Regions from separate parts of the Anser cygnoides genome. Here region 2 is linked to region 1. A link is a contact called in public Hi-C data. All regions are on one chromosome and are shown on one strand. Each heading gives the region's core, a stretch centred on a gene start, on an enhancer-like site or on the middle of the called end of the contact. The rest is flanking DNA. Distances are from core to core; before and after follow the strand shown. Region 1 overlaps TBXAS1 (thromboxane A synthase 1). Region 2 holds the start of HIPK2 (homeodomain interacting protein kinase 2).

Region 1 (4,110 bases), core at 444-2,943:
ACCGGGGATGATGCTGGCTTGTTGTTGATTCACCTCCTCCTGTCCTGTTGCCTTCCTAAATCTACATTCAGGGGAGGGCCGATGTGGGCTGCGTAGCTCGACGTGCACAGATAATTCATGGATCTGCATCTGCACTCAAGCAGATGTACGTGTCAGCTCTCTGACATGGGTGTTGTCGCAGTCACACCTGCCCGCGAGGCGTTTGATTGAGATTTGCAACTTCTCAGAAACCGCAGCTGGTTCAGCCCCGGCCCGTGACTCAGCAGCACTGGTTGTGAGCAATGTGGTCTCTGCAGCCTTCGCTGCTTCCAAATCGATTTCAGGTGCACATCACACTCTGTCAGCTACATACAATTTTCTCTGATTTTTTTTTTTCATTTCTGGCTGCCGAGCACCGCCAGACCATGACCAATAGGATAAGTGGAAATCTTTTATTCGCTGATGTGTGCTTGGATTACCATTCCCAAAACAGAGGTGGTAGGGGAGGATCTGTGCCTTGCTCGACAGCTACTTTGGGAAAAAGTTCGTATCCTGTCTTAAACTGTCGCTGAAGATGGGTTCATGCTGGACGTTGTATGGAAGCAACCGAGGTGCAGGCATATGTTCCCTTCTGCTGACTTGGCTGTGGCGTCGCTAACCACAGCCAGCAAAGAGGAGCGAGCAACTGGGAACAGTAACATCTCAAACTGCAGCAGAAAGATTGGCCAGACCTCTCCTGTCAGCACTTTGATTCCCTTGGTGTTCATTGAGGAATTAAAAGTTAGCTGAAGGTGGTGGCAAAAAATAGGTTTGCCAGCCTAGAAAATGTTAAAGCCAAAACTGAAAAGCAGAGGTGGATCTGAATGCAGTTATCTCTCTTGGAATTTATATGGGGATTAAATCATGCATCATCCTTGTAGCACGTAGGGAATTTTGTAATCACTGCTGGTATTTCACTGCAGGGTGCTCTGTGGGGTCAAGAATTAATTTCCCACCTTTTCTGGGGATTTGAGGCCTCAGATTTGCTGCCAGCCATAAAGGAGAGTTTGTTTGTGGCCAAACTAGACATTTCCTGGACTTCAGAAGTGAGTGAATGGTCTGGGACGGGTGAGGGCATACCACCACACCTCTGGAAGTCAAACTGGGGAAACATGCACCCAGAGAAATGCCATAAGATGTTACATGGCTCCTTTACTTCCAAGTCAGCAGGAAGAGGTACTACAGGGCTTTACAAAGCATACAACAAACGGCTGTGCAAAGCAGCGGCTGCAAAATGAAAATATAGGAAGTTTTATTACATGCAGCGTGGTGCCTCTTTCTCCCCCCACATCTCTACTTGTTACAGAAAGGAATCTCTTAATGAAAGTACACCCGATCCTGAGTAAAAGCCAATGTAGAAATGTTTTTTTTTTTTTTGCAAGGGGTTAAAGTGGCAACTTTACACAGCAACACCCCCTCACCACAGCAAACCTGCCAGCATTTGAAAGATATAAATAGGGACATTTAGGGAGAAAAGCACATTTAAGTTCCTTTGAAATGTGCTTGGCTAAAGGAATATTTTGAAGAAAGGGAGTGGAAAAACAAATGGAAAATATTTTCTTTGATAGGGAAAAAAAAAAAAAAAAAGCAGCAGCAGCAAACTGTCCTTCCCAAACAGGGATACTTGGCTGGTGTGTACTTTACGCAGCCCTGGGTCAGACCTTGCAAACAACTACTAAATTAGGTCCGGCTACTTTGATGTTAAAAGCATGGAAGTGTCAATAATTAAGCTGCATCAGATGTAGGAAATGACTGATGTGTCTCCATGCCCAGGATAGCAGAGTTCACTGTGCTGCCATTTGACTGACCCCTTTTTCTTTATGCAAGCAAAAGGAATTTTCTTCCAAGGAAAATCAGATGGTTTTGCACCTTTGCTTTGTTTTCTAAACTGCTAATCCCCGCAAGGTATAGAAGCAATTTGAAAGAGCAAATCAAAGCTCCCATAATTTAGTGTTATATTATTTGTTGATGTATGGTTTGATTTAGTGGCTACTTATTATATCAGGTTACCGTATAATTATCTTAATTATTGACTCCAGAAGTAAGTAGGGGGATTATGAGAGAGACAGGAAGGACCAGTGGAGAGCGCATGGCTCAGGGAATTGGGCACATCATGGTGTGATCTTGGCTCCAACACTCCTTCCCTCTGAGCCTGAGCGCTTTCCATGAGATGGGCAGGGACAGCAGGAACAGGGCTGAGGTGGTGACCCAGGATTCAGAGAGATGCAGGAGAAAAAGGAGAGGGAAAGGGTCTGAAAGAGAGATGTAAAATTGGGGGGGGGGGGGCGGGTGGAATACACACCACAGCATGCATTTGCGTCAAAGCCTGGAGTGCCTACGCTGTCATGAAGAAAGGTAACTTTGCCATGAAAGCCTGAATATGGAGTCTGATCACAAGTCATTTCCAGCCTCTGCTACTGAGCTCCTGAGCGACCCTGGGCATGGCAGGTAGCCTCTGAACCACAGGTCCCTTTCTGCAAAACACAGCTGATAAAACTCGTCCTCCTGTCTCTGGTTTTACATAAATTATTGGGGCACAGCATTCCGCCCTGGTTCTCATGACATTGCTGCCATTTTTGTGTTTTAGTCTCCTAGTCCTTTGTCTGATAACCATCGACCTAAGCCAAAGGTTTGAGTTAATAGGCATTGCTGCAGTATGAAAATAACACTGAACTGCTGTCAGTGTAGTCATACTTCCTGTATTGATAATATCTGACATATACTGACAAAATACTTCATATATTGACAAGCTGAGTTGCATATTTTTTCCTTTTATTTTTTTTTCCATACGAGAGGAGCAGACACACTGGTTCTGCTCAGCATGTGCAAATTATTTTCTCTGTTTTTGCTTTTCCTCTCCTGAGCCAAAAAAAAAAAGGGGGGGGGGGGGGGATAATAGAATGTATCTATTTCCTTCCTAGAAAAGATCAGTTAATGTGAAATGGTGCATGGTGGCTTAGTTCTGAATAAGTGGGATACCCTAATCCAGCAAGGTATCCTCGCTCTATTGTACGCCTTTTCTGCATACCATCTGGAGTTGTTCTCTGCTTAGTATTTGCAGTATGTACCATATGTTTTTGCATGAAAATTCAATAAAATATGCATTATACATGAAAAGTGCTGTAGTAAATAAAGGAAGGATGGAATCCAGTCCTCTTTGTGAACGGCAGGGGCCCCAAATCTTCATAAAAGGTTTAGTCTAGTCTGACGTCTGTGCTTTTCTCCAATTTACTCCGTGTCAGTCCTTAGGAGATGCTCTAATTTAAAACAAAACTCTGCTCTCCTGACGAGGTTATTAGATGTACTTTGGCTGCCCTCTGCTGAGAGCGCTGAATAATGACGGGAAAAATGTCCTTTTTCCGGGGAAGGCAACAGGGATGAATTATGCATGCATCTGTGTGCTGAGTTGTGTCATTGCTGCTGCTGGTCGCCCTCGGTTTGCTGTCTCCCATCGCCTGTTTGCTGCCTGTCCAAGGGCAAAGCCTTCTGAGCTACGCTGCTCTTTGCGTTTTGGTGCTCACTACTCTTTGTCATGGGTCGGGAAGTTTTGCAGTCTGATGAAAATGTGGGCTCCAGCATTGCACCCCAAGCAAAATGAAGCATTGTCTCACAAGGGATGGCCACAGGGAGGAACAGCCTTCACCACTGCAGTCTTGCTGGGCAGGATTTGAGCTGCCCTCACGCCCCACTACCTGGCAGAGCAATTCGCCGCTGCGTGCCGCTCCTTGTCGGCTGCCGGGCGTCCCAGTGCCATCTCGCACCCCTCCGCAGACCTCACGGCGCTCTAGCACTTTGCTTGAGTGCCTGGAAGGGGCAAAGGGTTGGCTCTAACATCGACAAGGAATAACTGATTTGCTGTTTCTTACGAAGAAAGTGCTCCCAGTCTGCCATGCTCCTGGCCTTGGGAAGGAACCAGGGTCCAGTGCGGATTTCAGTGCATGAATAAAACAATATCACTGCTGGAGCTATTAATGCTCCCTGCAATGCCCTATTTAAAATACTTTCTAGCAAGTTGATTTATTATTATATCTTCAGCTGGGCTGCACACCAAAGTGTTTTGATGATGAAAGGAATGTTATACACACATTTAAT
Region 2 (4,110 bases), core at 759-3,258, 250 kb before region 1:
AACACACTGCAACGCAAGACAGACAGCACAATCCCTATCCACCTTCACGCTATTTTTTGGCTCCTGGGGACTGGCGCAGTCACCTACTTCAAGGCTCGAGGCGTGCGGGCAGAGTCCAGCTGCGGACCCTGGGGGTTTTTCCACGGTGTTTCCAGGGAATCTGTTTTTACAGGTTGCTTTTCAGGGCGTTATTTTTTCCCCCTATACACACGCGCCTGGTTTCCTTTCCCTGCCCGGCTGCTGCCGCAGAAGTTCGGGTGCTCCCGGGCACCGCCAAACTTCAGGCACACGCTGCGGCACCACCGCCACCACCTCCCCGGGACCCACCGAGGCCTCGCTCCCCGAGCTGAGGGGGCGAAAGGCCGCCGGGTCCCCCCGGCTCGCCCACGGGCACGGCAGCGCCCGGGGCTCCGCAGGCCGGGCCTAGCCAGCCTCGGGGGCCGGGCAGGTGGGCTCCGGCGGCGGCGCAGCGGCCGCGGCCTCCCGCTGGAGGCGGCCCGGGGGGCTCCGGGGCCGCCGGGGGCGGCGCGGCCAGCAGAGGGCGCCGCCGGAGGGCCGGCACCGAGCGGCACCCCGGGCCCGCCGCCGGCACCGGCCCGCCGCCGCCACCGCCGTGCTGGGCCCCGCCGCCGCGGCCCCTCCGCGCCCCCCGGCGGCGCCGGGCTCCGGCAGACGGGGAGGGAAGGAAGGGAAGGGAGGGGAGAGGAGGGGAGGGGAGGGGAGGAGAGGGCCGGCCGGCCTCCCTCCGCTGCCGAAAACGCTCCGTCTTTGTCTCCCGCGGGGTCCCGGCCGTGCGGGGCTGCCCAGGAATAACCCGGCGGGGCGGTAACTTTACACCGCCCTCGTCCCGGGCGCCGCAGCCCGGAGTCGGTTTTCCCCTCGGATTAAGTTTTGCCGAGCCTCGCCGCGCAGCCCCAGTCCCGCTGCCGGCCCCCCCAGCACCGGCACCGGGCGAAGGGAAGGCGGGGTGGGCTTCCCCCCGCTTTATGTAATGCTCCCCCGGCACCCTCCCGTAAACGCACCGCCAGGGGATTTAAACCGAGCCGTTCACACGCACACCGATACACGCACACCTAATTTATTATTTTTTTTTAGCCACCCCAAAACGTGCACCCCCCCCCCCCCCCCCCCCGAGCCCCAAAGAACTAAGTTAGGGCACTTGGGCTTCCCCCCGCAGGGCTCCGGCACAAGCCGGGGAGCTGACAGGAGGCTGCCGGCAGCCCCGTGCCCCCTGCCCGCTGCCACCGGGGTCCCTGCTCCCCGGGGGGGGGGGGGGGGGGGGGCAACTCCGTGCAGGCAGGCGAAAGGAGCCGGCAGCGAGAGCCGCGCCGAGGCGCAGGGCAAGCTCCGGCCACCTCATTGTTCTGCTCGGCACCGGCACGGACTTCGCCCGCCGCCCCCCGCCGGGGCCCGAGAGCCCCGAACCGCAGGACCGGGGGGTAAAGGGGGTGCCCGGGGCGGGGGGGGCAACCGGGCGGCGACCCCCGTCCGTCCTCGCCCCGGTCCCCCCCCGCGGGGCGCCGGGCAGGGCTGGGGCGCCCCGGCGGCAGCCTCCCCGGGGCACGGCGAGCTGCGGGCGGCGGGGGACCCCCGGTCCCGCGGGGAGGGCGAGGGGAGCCGCGCCGAGCCGTGCCGGGCTGGGGGTGGGGGGGCTTACCTTCGTACATGGGGGCCATCGGTGCAAGGACGCCTGTTATTCATGGCAACGCCGCCACGAACGACGCGAGATCGCAGCCCCCCAAACTCAACACACATCTGCCATCTTGAGCGGGTGTCTCTCGGCGGAGGCGAAGCTGCCGCCTGCCTTCTGCATCGCCGCCCGCCTCAGCGCGGGGGGAGCCGGGCACATCCAGCCCCGCTGCCGGCCCTCCGACGCGGCCGGGGCGGGCGGGCGAGCGGGCGGGGGGCGGCGGCGCCGGGCCGGGCCGGGCCGGGCCGGGGCCGGGGCGAGGCGCGGCGCGGGGCCGGGCAGGGGCGGCGGGCGGCGGGGCCCCCCCGGCTCGGGACGGCGGCGCTGGGGAGGGAGGGAGGGAGGGAGGGAGGGAGAGGGAGGAGGGAGAGAGGGAGAGGGAGGGAGGGAAGGAGGGGGGCTGGCGCGGTGCCCCCGCTCTCAGCGCGGCATGGCTGCGTGTGCCGGGGCGCCTGCAAAAGTTGCGCTGGGGGCGAGAGGAAGGGGGAGAGAGAGAGAGAGACGGAGGGAGAGAGAGGGAAGACGGAGAGGGAGAGGAGGAAAAAAAAAAAAAAAAAAAAGGGCAAAAAAAAAAAAAAAAAGCGAGCGAAGGGAGTTTGCAAATAATCAAGCGCCGATGGCACTGATCGCGGCTTCCCAGAAGGAGAGGGAGCGAGCGAGCGAGAGAAACCCTCTGCTGAGATTATGTGGGATCTTGTTTAACAACACATTTCAATCAGGAGAAAAAAGGAACAGTCAACAGAAGTTGGTGAAACACTTCTGTCTTCCCCCCCTCCTCTTTATAGAAAAGAGAGGAAGGGAGAAAAAAAAAATAAAAAAGGCAGCTGATTGAAGCTTTGCAATTCACTGGCTGTGGGGATCATATAATTTGAGCTCATGTTTTACAATAGCATGGAAAATTCCTACCTCTCGCCCTCTCCCCAAATAAATCTTCTATTCCCTCAAGGCATTTCACAATCTGGTTCACTGACAAAAGTTCCAGTTTTTCCTTTTTTTTTTCGTTTAGCTTGCTTTCAGTGTAAATATTTAGCGGATGCGTTTAAAATAAACATACGATGTTGCTTTTAGGATTTGGGTTATTGTTTTTTTTTTTTTTTTAAAGAACCACATCAAAGAAGTGTTTACTTATTGAGATTGACAGCCACTGCTACCCCTCCCCCCGTTTTTATTTTGAAGGATCCATCTCCCTCATTCAGCTCTTGCTGTAAGAGCACCAACCCGACCGGCATCGTTTTTGTCGATTCATACGGTAAAGCTATAGGCAAAGCCACGTTATCCAGAACCCTTTTTTTTTTTTTCCTGAAAGTGGCTTTACAAAGGAAGTTAAGTCACCAGGTACCATGACACAAGCAAGGAAGCCGAGACCCATGCAAGACACAGGGCGGCAAAGCCTCTGGCAAAGGTGGAAACAAAACCTCGGGCTGCGATCCTGCATTAGCTGCGTCTGGATCTGCCCGCCTGGAGCTCCTAACTGGTGAGCAGTCTGGGACCAGACTGGGGATGACGAACTCGCTTCATGCCTGCTGTTACGGCCAGTCCTAAAAACGCTGCCGCTCGCTGCTGCTGCCGCCAGCCCAAACCTCCCCTACCGCAGCACTGGGTCACAGCGGGGCTGGACACCCGGCTGCCGCCTTTGGATGTCTTCAGGAGGAGGAGGAGGTACACGGTGACTTTTATTGAGGGATTTCAGTGAGGTTCAAGCTGTCCTGACAGCCCCGTGGCGCTCAGAGCATGCCGATAGCAGCAGACAGATGCAGGCCAGGGGGCAAACCGCGCTGATCACCCTACAGAGCCTGATGGCCGTGCCCACGCTGCGGAGGTCTTGACCCCCTGGCTCCTGTGGGCCCCACTGTGTGTGAGGTATCCTCTGCATTTTGCATGATTTTTCCCCCTCTTAAAAATGCCTGAACCACCATGGGGGCTGTCTCCTGTTTGCATTATGTTTACGACACGAAGGTGAGGATGCGTGCTGACCACGTTGGGGCTGGGGAGCAGCCAACAGGGCAGGTGGAGGTGTTGGAGGCAGCTGGGCCAGCACTGGAGGACTGTGTACAGCAGAGGGAGCAAAACCTGTTGCAGTCTCATCTGTGCTTCATTTTGAGAGTGATCCCCAGACCAGACAGCACCAAACCGGGGGAAGAAATGGAGATGTCTCCAGCTGGACTAGTGGAAAGTCCAGGCCAGAGCTGGAGGGCGAGTGGTGCTGACGGCAGCGGTGCAGTCCTTGAGCTTGCTTCTTGCCCCTCTTTTCTCGAGCTGTGCAGACCCTCAGTGTTTGGCTCACGTCACAAAGCCAATAACCTCACATGTTCCCAAAACACGTTTCTGGTCATTGTAATTCTGCGCCTCTCTCTTCTCCTGTGATTGAGGATATTTTCTATTTTTCGAGGCCACTGATGCTTGTGATCCCGGCCTGTCTC

The links. Hi-C and Micro-C count contacts between places; a contact is called where the count stands out from the background.
Region 2: a contact with region 1 is called in a Hi-C map of granulosa cells, with 2.4 times the contacts expected there. The contact joins the promoter of HIPK2 here to the enhancer-like site in region 1. A contact is called at or near these places in 3 of 7 Hi-C or Micro-C datasets (granulosa cells and liver).

What each region holds. Positions count from the first base shown.
Region 1 is chr1:60,738,139-60,742,248 of Taihu_goose_T2T_genome, reverse strand. All of the region lies in intron 10 of TBXAS1 (thromboxane A synthase 1), which reads left to right. Among named protein-coding and RNA genes, the nearest start is that of SPIC, 53 kb to the right of the region's middle. Within about 2 kb of position 1,693, at least 1 of the 3 cell types and tissues checked has open chromatin away from gene starts, as enhancers often do.
Region 2 is chr1:60,993,133-60,997,242 of Taihu_goose_T2T_genome, reverse strand. HIPK2 (homeodomain interacting protein kinase 2) reads right to left here and starts at 2,008. Exons shown (of 15, transcript XM_066997849.1): 1 at 1,658-2,008. The coding sequence starts at 1,676.